Linked DNA regions of Mus musculus: region 1 is linked to region 2. A link is a contact called in public Hi-C data. All regions are on one chromosome and are shown on one strand. Each heading gives the region's core, a stretch centred on a gene start, on an enhancer-like site or on the middle of the called end of the contact. The rest is flanking DNA. Distances are from core to core; before and after follow the strand shown. Region 1 overlaps Gm31278 (a long non-coding RNA gene). Region 2 has its middle 37 kb from the start of Gm51552.

Region 1 (4,673 bases), core at 677-3,176, 530 kb before region 2:
ACAGATCTCTCTCTCTCTCTCCCCATCTCCCTCCCTCCCTCCCTCCCTCCCTCCCTCCCTCCCTCCCTCCCTCCCTCCCACTTCTTCTTCCTCCATTTCCCTCCCCCTCCTTCTGTCTTTCCCTCCCTCCTCCCCACTAACCGTGTGTGTGTGTGTGTGTGTGTGTGTGTGTGTGTGTTAGAGATGGACTTGAGGGCACCTGGCTCTCGATCCTATTTTCTGTACACTCAGTCCTCTGTGCTTCCTGCCCTTTGACATTTGGCCCTTGACCTTTGGTGTACCTCTCCCAGGCCTCTCCCCTCCCCCTTCCTATCCAGCTAAGCTCATTCTCAGCTACTCAGATTTCTATTCCTCACTTACTCCACAGGGCTTCATGTATCTCATTCCTTCTTCATCTCACTCCGGGATTCTTAAATGTCACCCTATTTCCACACTCAGGCATTTGCCAACACTCCCCTCTGGACTTTTTCTTAATAAGCTCCTGGGCTCTTGGCTCAGACCTTAAACATGTCACTTGATTAGTGTTTGAACATAAGCAAACAAAAAAAATGATAGCCTTCTATAAAGTGGCAAACATTAACTCTGGGATTTCTAAAACACACCCAACATTTTTAAAGACCTCTGGGAAAATATTAAATTAAAAACTGTCTGTGTTTTATACAACCTATGAGAACAGCCTCCCCTGTAGCCTAGGACTCACTTGCTCCCACCAGCATGTGTGAGTATAGACTGTTTGGTTATGACAGTCTTCCTGAAGAAATTGGTGATGAACATTGACTATAGCTCAACAATTCTTCCTCATGGCCAATTAAAAACAACCCCATCTGCAGCCTTCCTTCTTCCCTCTTGCTTCAGTGTGTGGGCTGCTTCTCTATAACTCAATAGAATCAGAGAAATTGATCTACAAAGAGATTTTTCAGATCTATAATTTTACCACAGTTGGGAGAATATGAATAGCTGAATTGACCACAGTGAACTCTCCACTGAAGGCTTGCCCCAGATATTCCTGGGGAAGGAAACAGGTTCACTGAGCATCTACTATGTTCCAAGTGCTAAACAAAGTGTCTCCTTGGTCCATTCCTATTCAGTCCTCTTAATGGCTCTGCAGCAAGATAGATTATCATCTCTCTGGTGTAGACAATAGAAAGGCAGCTTGGGATGTCATTGGCAAACGGTTTAGATTTACCCAAGTGGGAGAGCTAGGATTGAAGAACTTAAACTAACATTTGCTTTGGTTTTTTTGTTGTTTTGTTTTTGTTTTTTCAGCGAGTATGTGTGTGGGTGTGCACAGGGGCATGTGTGTGTTTGTGTGCAGACACACATCTATATTTAAGCATATGTGCATGTGTAAGCGTATTTATGTGGAGATCTGATGTCAACTTTGGGTGCTATTCCTCAGGTGCCATTCAGCTTGGTTTTTATCATGTGTGCACCTTTGTGTGCATATGGAGGCAAAAGGAAGATGACGGGTGTCCTGCTTTGGCTTATCCCCTTGAGACAGGGTTTCTGTCTGGACCTGGAGCTGGATTGAGAGCCTCGCCAGCCCCAGTGATTGTTTTGTCTTCCCCACGATGCTGCAGTTACAGGCACTTGTGGGATCTCCTGAGAGATGGTGTAACAACACCTTAGGATTTAAACTCAGGCTGACATGCTTGTGTCCCAAGTGTCCTTACCCATGGAGACACCTCCATCCCTCTCCTTATTTTATTTATTTATTCTTTTGAGACAGAATCTCTCACTGAACTTGGAGCTTGCAGAGTAGGTGAAGTTGGCCTAATTTGATCCTCTTCAGGGATTATGCGTGAGTGCCACCATGCCTGGCTATTCCGGTGTCTGGGATCAAACTCCGGCTCTTATGCCTACAAGTACTTTCCTGATTGAACCTTGTCCCCAGCTCTTCCTAACACCTTTGACCTTAGCCCTGTTTCAGCAGCCACACCTCCAATGGTCACCGGCTTAGTGACCTGTTCTTGGAGCCATCCCTTTCGAGATGAGTGTGTCATAGCAGTTAAGAGTTGGGTCCCTGTCTGTTGATAGCAGGGTGACCTCAGGCAAGTTTAGAGTAGGCATCTAAAACCAACAGGTCCTAAATCAGGAACCTTTGATCACTGACCTATCTATAATAGATAGTTCCACACCTGATCCCATGTGACAGGTCATGGTGATATCCAGGCTCATTTAGGATATTTAATAAAATCATATTCTTGTGATATATAAGGTAGTATGAAACCCTTCTCAAATGTTTTGCTTATATTTGTCTCTGATTCTAAAAACTATCTCATCATGCATGTGCAAGCATGCTACACTTTGGGAAATCCCCCAGACCGAATCATTTGCAGCCTCTAGTGCTTCAGGTAAGGGGTGAATTAATGTCCCAGTCTCAGTACACCAAACTAGAGGCTGGAACATTTTAGCATTAGAGCAGATGCTGCTTAGAAAGGAAGGCCTGAGTACTGTGCCTGTACCAGTACTGGATACTCAGTCAATACCAAGTGTTATTTCCTTTGGGGAGTTACTTCTCAGAGCTTTCAATAGCTCATGTGTAATCTGGGGAGATGACAAGAGGAACCTCTCTGCCATCACGCATGTGCCACAAAGGTAAACTGACATGACAGGCTGCTGTACATGATCAATCTTCTCTCTCCCTCTGCCATTCTCTGCCTTCTTCACTACCCCTCCCCCTTACCTGCTTATATACTTATTTTTGTTAACATGGCTCTATCTTGGTGGAGAGAAAGCTCAGTGGTCAAGAGTGCTTGCTGCTCTTGCAACAGCCCTGAGCTGAGTTCCCAGCACTCACACCAGGCAGCTCAGAACCACAAGGTGAGCATCCTGGCTCTGGGCTTTGAGCAACTCTGTTTCACCCAATGTAGTTGGATATTGTTTACGGTATTAAGAGAGCTGTTAGGTAAAATGCTATTCTCATTTGATGCTGATTTTTTTATTAAATAAAAGTTTGGCTTCCTTGAGATGAAAAATATTTTTTCCTCTTTGGCAGATAGAAGAGAACCAATCTATTAATTGACTCTCTGCTTCTAAATGGCACTTTCTTGGTGCTACAGTGGTCTCCTCAGTGAGTATTTAATTTAAATATATTGCTGGATTTCCAGTGAATAGTATATTATTTAGCATTTTCATTTATATTCCCATATGAGAGTGAAATGCAGTTTGTACCTCAGAATATTTCAACTCAGGGGCATAGCCATACTCACTGCTTGAAATAAATTGGAGAATTATCTTTCCTTTGTGTATATTTGGAATAAGGTTATCTATTGTGAAAATGAGTTAATCTTTGCAACTACCTGCCTTTCAATCCCCTGGATCCCAAGACATCTTGTTTAAGTGATTATGTGTGACTTTTTTCCCTTCAGTTTTTGAAAATAAATACTTATTGATCTAGACAGATGGATCGATTTTAATAGCCTCTTGGAAAATGTTTCAAACATTTCTCTGTGATTTTTCAAACACATTATTATAATTTGGTACAATGCTCTGATTTAGAAATCTCCTTCCAATCTTCTGCATATATAGAACTATGTGCCTTCTTTCCCAATTCTCCTCCCTTTCGTTTTTTGAGGGAGGGGATTCTTTGACTTTATTTTCTGTCTAGCTACATAGTCCAAGTCTTAGACATTCTGATGCGCTGTGTTGTATGTGTGTGTGTGTGTGTGTGTGTGTGTGTGTGTGTGTGTGTGAGAGAGAGAGAGGGAGGGGAGGGAGGGAGAGGGAGAGGGAGAGGGAGAGGGAGAGGGAGAGAGAGAGAGAGAGAGAGAGAGAGAGAGAGAGAGAGAGAGAGAGAGAGAGGAGAGAGGGAAGAAAGAGAAGGAGAGAGAGGAGAGAGGAGGTGAGAGAGAGGGAGAGAGGGAAGGAGAGAGAGAGAGGAGGTGAGAGAGAGAGGGAGAGAGAGGGAGGGAGAGAGAGAAGAGAGGAGGTGAGAGAGAGAGGGAGAGAGAGAGGAAGGGAGGGAGGGAGGGAGGGAGGGAGGGAGGGAGGGAGGGAGAATGAGAGAGAGCATGCATGTATGTGCGTTTGTGTTTGAAAGATGGAGGTCACCTTTGATGTTGTTCCCCAGGCACTGTCCACTGTTATGTTTGAGACAGGGTCTCTCATTGTCTTGGAACTCACCAAGTCAGCCAGGCTGGCTTGACAGTGATTTCAGAAACCTGCCAGTCTTTGCCTCCTTGGGGCTAGGATTGCAAGCATGGGGCTAGGATTGTACCATTCTGGCCTGTTTTTATTAAGTGTAAGTTCTGAGGGTCCAACCTAGATCCTCATGCTTACATTGCAAGCGCCTTATCAATTGAGCGATCTCTTCAACTCCCTCTTCTCTCTCTTAATTTACTAAGTTACCATTCTATATCTTCTTCAGTCCACTCCCTTCTCTCAAGTTTTCATTGACTCTGCTATTGCATGCAGGTGACTAAAACCTAACATGCACATCCTCACATGCAGACGGCACTGTGTCCACATCGTACTTAAAGTGTGTAAATGTCATGTATAGAGTATTTAAACAGACTTTCAAATAAATGCATATGTGTATAAAAAATTTAAAGCTATGAATTTGCTTCTGGCTATACGATTCCGTACATTTTGTATGGACTTGTCATGTACTGGTATATTTTTTTATTCTGAAAATCTTTATTAATAAATATAGCTGTAGATTTAATTTTGAT
Region 2 (4,153 bases), core at 1,070-3,569:
GCAGGATGCTGAGAGCTCACATCAGGAGCCACAAACAGGAGCCACAAACAGGAAGCAGAGAGTAAACTGTTGGCAAAAATTTTTGAACTGTCAAGGCCACTTCCAGTGACACAAGAAGGCCATACAGCCAAAGCCTAAGCCTCCCCAAACAGTATAGTACCACAAACTGGGTGACCGTTCTCTCTCTCTCTCTCTCCCCCTCCCCCTCCCCCTCCCCTCCCCCTCCCTCTCCCCCTCCCTCTCCCTCTCCCTCTGCCTCTCCCTCTCCCTCTCCTTCTCCCTCTCCCTCTCCTTCTCCCTCTCAGACCTAAGTCACTTGATGTTTTGCCTATCCACTCACAAATGCTATAACTAGTATCAAAGTCCACTGTGGTTATTTGCTTAGAAAGCCCTGTTCCCTGTGAGACACTGGCCTCCTCTCCTGCAGGAACAGTGACTTATTAAAATCTGCATCTTAATTGAGAATGCTAAGAAATGCATGTCTTTTGAAAGAATAACATGAAAAAAATTAGAGGAATAGGCACAGAGGAGGACATGTTCTCCACCCATCTGCAGGTGACATTGCCCCCTAAACAATATTGTTCTGAAGTCCTTTGCAGTCAGTCAGCCGGGTGCTCAGCACCCCAATGAGGATAAAGCTCCTGGAATGTGGGTTTCAAAGAAGGCCAGATTAGTTATATTGACAATAGCTCTCCTCCACTTTCTCTCACTGGATAAATAGATTCAAAACTAGGGTGTTCCTAAGCAGGAAATGTCTGCTTCCAAGTCAAGCTATGTGCATTGAAGGTCTTAAACTTTACAAATGTCTGCTTTCTAGTTCCAAGTCCCCTTCTAAACTCTGGTTTGGAAGCTGAGGATCTGCTTGTATCTTTTCAACTTGGAAACAGAACCACACTTGTTGCATCCTGGCCCTTTGGCAAAGACAAGCTACAGACAAAGGACTCAGGCTCATCTCCAGGCCGTCTCCCACATGACCTCCTTTCTGCCACCTGAAACCTGGAAAGTAGAGTCAGGAAGCAATCAAAGGCAGGACCCCAACATCACCTCTGTTCCCCAGCTGAATCAGAAGCAGTCAGGCTGGGCAAACTCCCTTATTAAAAGTGGGCTCCCATTTGGACCTCCTCGCCCCTTTCAGTGAAAAAAAAAGTTAATCTCACCCTAACTCTGTTTTGTAAATACAAATACAAAGCCTGGCTCCAAAGTACCAGGGAGAACACATTTCCCAATAAGGAGGGAAATGGCATTTACAGGAAGGTCTGAAAGGCCCCTTCAGCAGCCTGCATTTTTGTAAGCCCTGTATGAAACCCGTATGTGGGCATGACTAATGGATCCACCTAATTAAATTTTTACAGCATTCCAGGGCTGGAGTGTCAAATGTTTGCTTCCAGCTTGTCTCCTTGTAACACTGTCAAGTAAGTCTTCCATCCCACCCCCTCCTACACACACCTTTTTTATTTTTTTTAAGGGATGTAAGCTGCATTCCAGTGCGGTATGAAACCAGAATTTGGCATTTAGCAAGATGGAATTTGAACCTTAAAAATACAGTTGACCTCATGACTCCTGTGGACTTTGGAGAAAGAGGGCTTGCGGAGGGTACTGTCTAAGATGCACTTCCCAAAGATCTCTCGCTCTTTGTCTTCCATAAAAAAAAGGTGGGGGCATGAAATTGGACCATGTGGAGATAGATGTTTAAGTTTGACATATGTCAATCAATCTTTGATGTTTTCGAAACTTGAAATTCTCCAGGTATGGTCCAAATATCATGAACATCAGGACTCCCTGGGGAGCTTGTGAAAATGCATGTTTCTGGAGTCTACGACAAATCATCTGAATCAGAATTTGGAAGCGGAGCCAGGTAGTCCAGAAGAATGAGTAACCACCCTGGTGGTTCCAGGGGACCCACAGAAGTTTGCTTCACCTGCATAAGAGACCTAGAAGAATCCATCACAGCGGGGAGTTCCCTGTCCCTTCCCCAAACCAGCCCACCCCTTCTACACAGTGTTATGAACACATATACACAAAAACAGGCAATGCATATGAATAAGGAACCCATCCTTATTTAGACATACTTGAGCCTAGACAACACACATATTTGGAAGTAAATCCTGCTTCCCACGTGTTCTAGTTCAAAGCATTATACCTCAGCTCTTGTTGGACCAAACTACCAACTCATCAAAGATTTCTCTTTCTAATTCATCATAGGGAAAAATCACTACCTATAAGCAACTCAGAAAGCCATCCTGCCCCCAGCCTCTATCCTAATGTGGTAATCTCCTCATGCCGTAACAGATGGTTGACTACAGTCAGAAATGTATGATGCAATTGTGTGAGTTCCTTGGCAGCCATTCCTCCTGGACCTGGTCTGAGGACAGATGAACCGCTGCCATACTGAGCCAAATAAACAGACTTGCAACCAATGGGACTTCAGAATTGGGAGTTCCCTACAGTGTCTTCAGGGAGCTGTTTGCTTTGAACACATTGCAGGACCTCACTGCACCCCAAACTCCTTTTCCATAAGCTGAAGGTCTCTGAAGATGAAACAAGTCTATGTGGGAATGGCCAAGGTCAAGGCACAGGATCAGCCAATAATAAGCAGCCGTGAACCAATGTCTATTCAACACATGGGAGAGTTCTCCCTCTGCATCCTGTCCCTTCCAGCTATGGGCTGGGAAATCATGTGTACTTTGCTTAACCCCTTGAAACATCATTCTCCTCACAGGTGTAGAAGGATCATTGCCACTGGAATCACAGACCTGTTGGGACAAATGTCATGTAGTGTAAGAACAGGGGACAGGATAATCCTGAAAAAAAGATGCGGCCCTCTCCTCCTCCATTTCTCTGAAAATATATCTTACAGCTTCTAATTTTGTGTTTTTAATGGAATTTTTGCATGTGTGAATATGTGTGTCTATGCATCTATATGATTTTCTAATGCTTTTTCCTCTGTTTCTATCTTTTGTCCTATTCCAATTTGGTTGGTTTTGTTTTCTCCACATTGTATTGTATTGTATTGTATTGTATTGTATTGTATTGTATTGTATTGTATTGAATTGTATTATTATTCCTTGGATGCCTGTTTTACATATACATATATATATATATATATATATACATATATATTCTCATATATTCATATATACACACACACACACACAATTAAGAAAAAAATCTGGGCATGAGTGCCTATAATACCATCATAGAAGGAATGAGACAGCCAAATCTAGGAATTCACTAAGCAGTCAGCACAGCCCAAAATACTGAACTTCGGGTCCAGTGAAAGAAAGACTATCTCAAGAGAATAAGGTAGAACATGGTAGAGTAAGACACCTGACCAACTCCCTTTGCCTTCACAGGCACACATACATATGTTTGCACCTGGACACACAAATCCATACACCAGAGAGAGGGGGCAGGGAAGCAGGAAGGAGAGGGAGGGGGAGAGGGAGGAGGAAAGGAGAGGGAGGCAGAGGGAGGGGGGATGGGAGTGGTGGGGGAGAGGGAGAGAGGAAAAAATGTCAGCCCCTTGAGGTTTACATGGGATTCCAAAGCTAATGCTTTCTTGGATGTCTAGCTAATTGTTACCATGAAGGAGGAGCAGGGCCTCCTAGGACCTCTGCCCTCTTTATCTTTCTCATTCCTGCACAGAAAGCCAGTACTGTCTCAGGAAGTGACCCCTAGCTTAACTGTTGGGTGGAAAACATGTTTGCCGATGGGATACCAAGGCTGATTGCGAAAGAGTGTCCTTAAAATATTCACAATTGCTCCAAAAGTTAAACATAGCATTACCCACATGGCCCAGCAATTCTATTTCTAGATATACACTCCTAAGAAATGAAAACAGAACTTCAAACCCTTGTATGAAAACAGTCACAGCAACATTATTCATAGTATTCAAAAGGCAAGGAGAGACCAAACATCCATCAACACATGATGGATAAACAAATACGGTGTCTCCATACAGCGGAAGAGTACTCAGCCATAGAAAGAATGACCAGCACCTACTACAACATAGGTTGGGTCTGAATTCACTAAGCTAAGTCGCAGAGCGAAGATACAAAAATTCACACCTTGTAAGACCTCATTTCTAAGAACTGCTCAGGACAGGTAAAGCCAGTGAAGAGCAAGCCATACATCAGTAATTGCCAGGAGAGGC

Evidence for each region. Hi-C and Micro-C count contacts between places; a contact is called where the count stands out from the background.
Region 1: a contact with region 2 is called in a Hi-C map of liver, with 4 times the contacts expected there. The contact joins two enhancer-like sites. A contact is called at or near these places in 1 of 484 Hi-C or Micro-C datasets (liver) and 1 of 115 datasets of contacts at active chromatin or transcription factors (kidney).

The regions. Positions count from the first base shown.
Region 1 is chr8:116,279,769-116,284,441 of GRCm38.p6, reverse strand. The region is part of intron 2 of Gm31278 (a long non-coding RNA gene); the gene reads left to right. Among named protein-coding and RNA genes, the nearest start is that of Gm31278, 70 kb to the left of the region's middle. Within about 2 kb of position 1,926, at least 6 of the 459 cell types and tissues checked have an H3K27ac peak or open chromatin away from gene starts, as enhancers often do. A contact at or near this core is called in liver, where this site is marked.
Region 2 is chr8:115,754,422-115,758,574 of GRCm38.p6, reverse strand. No RefSeq gene overlaps it. Among named protein-coding and RNA genes, the nearest start is that of Gm51552, 37 kb to the right of the region's middle. Within about 2 kb of position 2,319, at least 32 of the 459 cell types and tissues checked have an H3K27ac peak or open chromatin away from gene starts, as enhancers often do. A contact at or near this core is called in liver, where this site is marked.